Regions from separate parts of the Mus musculus genome. Here region 2 is linked to region 1. Evidence: chromatin contacts called from public HiChIP or PLAC-seq data. All regions are on one chromosome and are shown on one strand. The core of a region is the stretch at or near the end of the contact, and the rest is flanking DNA. Distances in the headings are between cores, read along the strand shown.

Region 1 (3,865 bases), core at 92-2,591:
CCTTTCCGCCCAGTCACAAGCCCCAGCCATTTACTGACCAATCGGGATTACTGGGGAGCATCACAGTACGTAGGTGATACAGTGCTCCAAGATCAGATTGCAATTTGGAGAGGGGCACAAAACTCAGCTTCCGAATACACAACACACAAGACAAACCCCAACAATTCCTTCTGAGCATAAGTATAAAAAGGAATTTTTTCAAGTGTTTAGAAAGCAAGTGGATGAATCTGGAAGGATGGTTCCACGGTTAGGAGCGTTTGTTGCTCTCCTAAGGACTTTGGTTCCCAGCACCCATAATAGGCAGCTCACACTGCTTGCAACTCCAGTTCCTGGAGACCCAATGTCCTTTTCATGCCTTCATAGACACTGTGTATACAAATTGTGTGTGTGTGTGTGTATGTGTGTATATATATATGTATATGTATGTATATATAGATACATATACATACATACATACATACATACATACATACAAACATATATGTAAATATCCTGCATTACAGGGCAAAAGTTCACAAAAGTCCCCACTTTTTATAACCAAGCAATTCTAAACTGGGTAGGAACCACTTTCTTCTGACATGAAGGAACCATGAATCCATTGGCCAAAGTTTGGGCCTTACTTGGGCCATTGTCTTCTAATTCCCAGCCCCATGGTACTGGGATATGTCAGTAGCCTAGAGCCCGAGTCCCTGTGAAAGCAAGCATGTTTATTAGCTCCAACGTCTCTCAGCGAAGCATGAAGAGGGCATGTGTCGGCATCTCCTGTCTGCTTCTATTACCTCTGCCACTCATTTTCTTCTTGAATGCATACTGCTCCCCACCCCAGTATCTTGAGGTTCTTGCCTGAGAATACGAGCATCTACTTTCAAAAGAATTCCCTCACGTACCTTCCTCACCAGTTTGTAGGAAGACCAGATCCTGGTCACACAGACAGGATTCGGGTCTTTTCATGGCACTCTTTACCCACCACCTCAGAGTTCTCGCTGCCTTTGACTAGACAATGAAGAACTCAATGGTAAAAAAGGTAACACAGAACCCTCTTCAAAGACGGCCCCAATCCCCTGATCACACAGGCAGCACAAAGCTCAACTTCCCCCACGGACAACCTTATGGTCTCCTTCCAGCTGAATGCACCAGCTTATCGATCCGGCAAAGCTCATCCCAGGCCCTGGGGTGAGTTGGCAGGAGCTCTCTGCCTTGGCAAGCTGTTGCTTACTCATAGCCGGTTGCAATAGTTACACTTTAATCTCATTTAAAAAAAAAATCCCTGTAGCCTAGGGCTGAGGGCAGGAATATCAGGAGGCTGGGAGCAGCGTCCAGGCATGTGACAAAGGGTGGCATCTGGAATGAAAGGCAGGTCCTCAGTTGTCCAGGCCAGCACTGGGGCCAATGAACTTTGTTGTTCTGTTTGGATTGGCTTCAGTTTTTTGTGTTTAGAAAAACCTAAAGTTTCTAGATGGAGCTGGTGTCTGGGTAAGTGAAGATTAACGACCCAAATGTTAAGTTAGGGTCCTCGGATAAAGTTTCCCTGGCTTGGTTAATAAATAAGCCAGTGATTATGCTGCTCTGGCACATTCTATTCCATAGCCCACAAAGAATCTTCCTTATCGCCAGCAGACACAAAGACTAGATTAGTAACTCCAGTCTCTGTCCAACATCATTGTAACTGTGTCTGCTCTACAGAGTGCATAGCAAGGCCACTCTCAGCTCCATCCAGGGTCACCATGGGAATAGCACAGAGACTCAGAGGCATAGGTAGGCTCCTGGAGCCCTGACATATGGACTGGCCCAGGAGGGTCTGGGTGTGTCTGCCACTGTGTCTACCCCATGCCCACTGCCATACATTTCTTTTTTTTTTTTTTAAAGATGTATTTATTTAATGTATATGAGTACACTGTAGCTGTCTTCAGACACACCAGAAGAGGGCATCAGATATCATTACAGATGGTTGTGAGCCACCATGTGGTTACTGGGAATTGAACTCAGGACCTCTGGAAGAGCACGCAGCCAGTGCTCTTAACTGCTGAGCCATCTCTCCAGCCCCACATACATTTCTTCTGTTACCCCACACCGTAAAATCGCTATTTGTGGCATATGTCTGTGACATATGGGAAACTTATAGCTCAGAAACATTAGGTAATAAAAATAAATTGAAGCTGGGCGTGATGGCACACGCCTATAATCCCAGCACTCAGGAGGCAGAGGCAGGCGGATTTCTGAGTTTGAGGCCATTGTAGTCTAAAGAGTGAGTTCCATGACAACCAGGGCCATATAGAAAAATCATGTCTCTAAAACCAAACCAACCAAACAGACAAACAAAAACAAAACAAAACAAAACAAACACTCCCAAAAAACAACCAAAAAAACAAAAAACAAAAAACAAAAAACCAAACTCCCCAAAACAAACAACAAATAAAATAAAATAAAATAAAATAAAATAAAATAAAATAAAATAAACAAGTAAAAGCAAATTGGCAGAAGCAGAGGTCCCAAGTCCCATGGCCTAATGCCAGAGACTGAGTTTGCACAGATCACAAAGGCATTTTCCCACAGAGAGATCAGTGAGTGGCGGGGTTATTTTGTGAAGTTCAATAAGTCAAGGAGAAGGATGGAAAGGGGCCATGGGAAGGGGAGAAGGCAGGACCCTATGGAAGCTGCGAGGCATCTAGTCTGTGTGTTGACATCTATCGGAGCGCCTACAAATGTGCCGTGACCTACAGCCAGGCCCTGGCACTCGGAGAGGGCAGCAGAGGCAGCAGGTGCCCCCCCACCCCTGCAGTTCTTCTTGGCCAGCCCTTGTAGACATGTTTTCTGATATCTGGGGCATGGAGAACTGGGCCAATTCATGATCCTTATGCTATAAAAGCTCTTTAGACTCAAAATCCTTTCAAAAGAGAAGCTGATCTTTCCTTGTGTTTTGAATGGTTAGATCATGCTACAAATTTTATTTTGTCACTCTTGCAGAGATTTTTTTTTAATAAACTTCTTTTACAAAGCAAATATATTTTCTCTTAAAAGTACAGTGTTTGGAGTGACTTATTCAAGATTCAAAAAAGCAAATCCCAAGTGTTTCAGTTACAACCAAGCATTCCAACCGGGAAGCTAGAGCCTTGTGGTTGAACATAAAGCCCACACAATCAGCCCTCCAGACAGCAGGACTCTCGGTTCCTCCCAGGTCAGCAGCTCAGAAACTGTCCTTCTAAAATCTCTGCCCAATTTCATATCCTGTCTCTGTGTCAGGCCCATATTCTCCTGGGGTGGCCAGCGCTCCATTCACTCTCCCAGGGAATATGCATTCAGGCTTGCTAAGTGCCAAGCAAATCTCCCCACTGGGATGGTAAGGTCTGTGAAAGCTCTTTGCCGTGGAAAGGCATCTGGTTTGACACGACAGACTCTGGAGACATTACCTGGTTCACAGTCCCAGCTTGTTAGATATAAGGCCCTGGGAATACCGTTCTGTAGCTTAGTCTAGAGGTGGCAGCAGTACCTTTCTCGAAGTGATGAAAACCTAGAAGTGGCCCAGCCTCTGTTGGGAGAAGTGCATGAGTGTAATGCAGATGGCTCTCCTTACAGCAAGGCGCGAGGAGCTGGGCCCCCACATGGCAAGAACCTTCAGGAAGCCCCTGAAGCCTTTCCCAAGGGAATGCTTGGTTTACTTTTGCCTTGTGTTTGTGTTCTTGGCTTTGCTGTCAGAAGTCTTTACTTTCACTTTGTCTGAGACAGCCATCTCCCCCGGCATCAGAAAGAGAAAGCTCAGACTCTGGTCCACTCTTGTTTGTTTCTGAGGATTGTGGAAACAGAACAGATCATGACTCAGATAATGCGGCTGAGTCAACACAAGGCCCTTGTCTGGGTACATCAGCTA
Region 2 (4,076 bases), core at 481-2,980, 250 kb after region 1:
CAGCATCTTCTGTTTATCCTTGCTTCCCCTGCCTTCTCCTGGCAAGATGGATGGAACTGCCCTTTGGAGTCTTGAAGAGTCTTTTTCCCAATAGAATTTTGTTTTGTTTAGGGGGAGGGAGGTCTGGTGTTCAGGAATGTATGGTGAGCTTTCTCCCTTCCCTGATCTGAATCCTGTCGAGCTTTAAACTGTGACTGCATCCTTGATTGATGAGCAAAGCTTTGTTTTTCTTTTCTTTTTTGTCCCTGCCGTGTGTGTGTGTGTGTGTGTGTGTGTGTGTGTGTGAGTGTGTATGTGAGTGTGTGTGTGTGAGTGTGTGTGTGTGTGTGTCCCCTGAAGAGACCAGAAGAGAGCATCAGATCTCCTGGAGCTGTAGGTACAGATGTATTGATCCACACCCGGTCCTCTGGAAGAGCAACAAGTGCTCTTAACCACCGAGCATCTCTCCAGTGCTCAGCTTTTATCATTTTCTTACTTTGCCCTTGGTCTAAAGAAACGGCTAGGAAGAAGGTTGAGCCAGTATGGAATATGTCATGGTCTCAATGGCTCAGAAAGCTCCAACAGAACATTGAGGGAGGTGTCTCTGAGCACAAGGTCCCAAAGATGCCACCTGTCAATCTTCCTGAGTCAGCTCTGCCCATCACAGCACCTCTCTGATAGGACTGTCCCTCAGAGCCAAGCCAACAGTGTCAGAAAGACCTGACTCAGGGAACTGCCCCTGTGATTGGATAGTGGCTGAAGAGAGGTGGAGGCAGAGGAGAGAGAAGCATAGACAAAGGGAGGCGTGGTCTGGCTCCAGCTTTGAGCTGCTCCCTCTCTACAATCTCTGGGAGCATTCAGTGTCTTTGGGGCATCTAGAAAAAAGAAATTCTACATTAAGCATATTGTGCCTTGAAGGGCCCTTCTGATAGGTCCCCCACTGGCCTAGAGAGCAAGAGGCAAGGAGGCCAGAGTTCTTGTTGAGGGGCTTAATATTACTCTAGAATGGAAGCGATCTTCTCAGTGGCCAAGCCTCATCTGAACAGAAGCATCCACCTTGTGGCAAGGCAGAGCATCTCCCTGTCTTCCCTCTCCCTTCCCTCTGAAGCTGCCCTCTGCCTCCCCAGCCTGAGTCTGACCCCATAGCTGGTGGCTGGTCTGCAGTGTCAAGACAGACAGGGCTAAAGGGAGAGAGGAGCTAAACTTCTGCTCTGCCCAGTTCTGTGTCCTGCTCTCACCTGAGGGTTTGTATCTGTGGCACATTAAAAGGGGACAGGATCACAGATGCCTTGGGGTGTCTAAGCTCTTTGCATATGAAATGGAAGGAAATCCACCTGGCTGAGAAGCCTCTGGGTGGTTGGTGGGGTTGCAGCTGGGCCTCCCACCTATAACCTAGAGGCTGCATTTGATGTGTGGATGGGTCAGGAAAATATATGGATGATCTGAAGTATCCTCCTACCCCTGGGGGCAGAGGTGGCGGCTCCTTCCTCACCGATTTTGTGTTTCCTCTGCCCTTGGAGAGTGTTGGGGTTTTTTTCTCTCTTTTCTACTCTTCTTGCTTCATGAATATTCCCCCTCACATTTTCCCCTCCTGTAATAGCTCAGAAGGCTGTCATCTTGACAGTTGGACCCATAGCTGTCTTATATAATCACAGAGCCTTTTCTGTAGTCAAATATAACTGCGTCTCACTACACCTCACTGAGATCGGAATGTACACATCTTAGCGGGCCCCACCTTTCCTGCTGCCTACCGTGTGGTCGCTGACTCGGTGAGGGCTGAACAGCTCTGGAATTTTCCTCTCCGTATCTGGCATACCTGATGCTAGATAAAAACCAACCTTTAAAAAAAAAAAAAAAAAAAAAAAAAAAAGAAGTAAATAGCTCTGAGAGGTAGTAAGTAGCCCTGGGCTTGGCTGTAGAGTTTCGTGCCCACCTATTTCCTGCCTGGTCTTGTCATATACATAGCCCTGTCAAGACATAGTCACTCTGTGTCCGGTCTTTTGACATGTCAAATGATTGCTTAGAATGTTTGATCAAGTTTGCTAGTGATGCTAAAGCTGTTAGTAATAGTTGAGTGTGATGTCCTTCCAACGGGAACTGGGTGATATGTAACGTCGGTCTCCCCCACAGAGGGGGTTTGGTCCACACTCGGGTTTTAATTAATAATGTAACCCTGAACTTAAACTTTCTCTATGGAGTCCTTCTTCCCCATAAATGAGAATGCTGGGAAAGGTTTTGTTGTTCTAATTTTAACATTTTAGGGACCTCTGCGTCTATGAGAGACTGGAGAGAAAGACATCTTTTTTAGGAAGTGGTAGGAATTCTTATGTTGTCTCCTTGGTTTGTTGTTGTTTGAGAAAGATTATGTCACCAAGGCTAGCCACAAAGTCATTATGTAGCCCAGGCTGGCAAGCTGGACATTTGTAATCCTTTTGCCTCAGCCTTCTGAGAGCCCATATTATAGGTGTGTGTCACTTCTACCGCTTATGCTCACCCTCTTGATTATAAAATTGCCATATTGTTTGGATGGCGGGAAGCATTCCAAGTTGTATCTCAGATACCAGGACCAAGGGTGTAATGGACAATGATCAGCTACCACTTCGGTCCCTTCCGAAGACTGGAGAGTCACACTGTCTATTTACTTTATGATCCACTATGTTGCACTTATAAAAAATATTCCTGCTGTTCCTAGATGATCTATATTCTATTTATTTATTTTTGTGTGTGCGTGGAAATCAGGATATCTTGCAGAAGTCAGTCCTCACCTTCCACGTTTCATGGGTCCTGGGGATTAAAACTCAGGCTGTCAGGGTTGGCAGCAATCACCTTTGCTGCTGAGCCATCTCAGTCCTGGGTCATTTTTGTAACCCCTTTATAAACTTAATTTTACACCTACTCTTGTGTGCTTCAATAGTCAGCCCATCTTCTTGCACTAAATTCCATAGGCTTATATTACTCTCTCTCCCTCCTCTCCTCTCCTCTCCTCTCCTCTCCTCTCCTCTCCTCTCCTCTCCTCTCCTCTCCTCTCCTCTCCTCTCCTCTCCTCTCCTCTCCTCTCCTTCCTTCCTTCCTTCCTTCCTTCCCCCTTTCTTTCTCTCTCTCTCTGCCCCCTCTTTCTTTTTAGTGTAACTTCCTTTTGTGATTAAAATTTTAAATAGTATATAATTACATTGCTTCCTTTCTTCTCCTCTTCCCAACCCCTCCCATCCCTGCCCCAAATCCCTCTCAAACTGATGGCCTCCTTTTGAGTTTTATCGAAAGACACACATACACATATGCATAAATATATAAGTATAGCCTGCTGGGTTTGTTCAGCATGGTTTGTGTGTATATGGTTTTAGGGCCGACCACAGTGTATTAGCTAGCCAATTAGGGTGCTCATTCCCTGGGAGGCTAATCCCCCCCCCCCCCCCCCCCGTTAGTCGTCAATCGATGCCTGTAGTTAGTTCTCTGTCTAGACATGGTAGACATGGGTCTCCTGAGCTATCCCCCTTCCTCAGCACTGTGCCTGTTGACATCACCATTGCTCGGGTCTTGTATAGGCAGCTACATTGTGGAATTATCTTGGATGAGTATTCCTGTCATTTCTAAGAGAGAGGATCTCACAGCAGACTCCCTGGTCCTCTGGCTCTTAGCAACCTTTCCACCCCTTAAAAGATTACTTTTTAAGGAAGGTAAATTAGAAAGCTTGGTGCAGCAGAAAGTGTGGGCTGCCTGCATTTCCAAGTTAGCAATGAAGAGGCAAGTGTCCTCCAGTGCCCAGGCTGTGGACAGCACAATGTGGCCAGAAGACAAAAGCCTGCTCTTCAGGGACCACCTAAGGAAGTATCAAGACAGGATGCAGCCTTTGTTCCTGGCTGGGTTCCTAGCTGTCAGCCTTGGCGGATTCTTGTTGCCCACTTGTGAGCCTTAATAAAACTTGCCATCGCCAAGCCTGCTTTGCAGGTTAGAAGAAATGTCACGACACTGGAGCTATTGTGCTGAATGAAGGCCTCTGGAGCCCAGGGGCGTCCAGAGAGGCTCAGAAAGCCATCCTTTGTGGGGTTAATGCCTGTTCCCAGAGGGTTCTAAGCCTATAGACAGTTAGCCTGCCCAAG

Evidence for each region. HiChIP or PLAC-seq counts read pairs in DNA pulled down with a chosen protein or histone mark.
Region 2: a FOXA1 HiChIP or PLAC-seq map of pancreatic cancer cells shows a contact between it and region 1. The contact joins two enhancer-like sites. A contact is called at or near these places in 2 of 39 promoter capture datasets (the C10 cell line and liver), 2 of 484 Hi-C or Micro-C datasets (olfactory sensory neurons and pancreatic cancer cells) and 2 of 115 datasets of contacts at active chromatin or transcription factors (extraembryonic endoderm stem cells and pancreatic cancer cells).

Annotation. Positions count from the first base shown.
Region 1 is chr3:122,205,215-122,209,079 of GRCm38.p6, forward strand. The region is part of intron 5 of Gm46822 (a long non-coding RNA gene); the gene reads right to left. Among named protein-coding and RNA genes, the nearest start is that of Gm40137, 4.3 kb to the right of the region's middle. Within about 2 kb of position 1,342, at least 44 of the 459 cell types and tissues checked have an H3K27ac peak or open chromatin away from gene starts, as enhancers often do. A contact at or near this core is called in extraembryonic endoderm stem cells and pancreatic cancer cells, where this site is marked.
Region 2 is chr3:122,457,216-122,461,291 of GRCm38.p6, forward strand. The region is part of intron 3 of Bcar3 (breast cancer anti-estrogen resistance 3); the gene reads left to right. Among named protein-coding and RNA genes, the nearest start is that of Gm34349, 21 kb to the right of the region's middle. Within about 2 kb of position 1,731, at least 43 of the 459 cell types and tissues checked have an H3K27ac peak or open chromatin away from gene starts, as enhancers often do. A contact at or near this core is called in extraembryonic endoderm stem cells and pancreatic cancer cells, where this site is marked.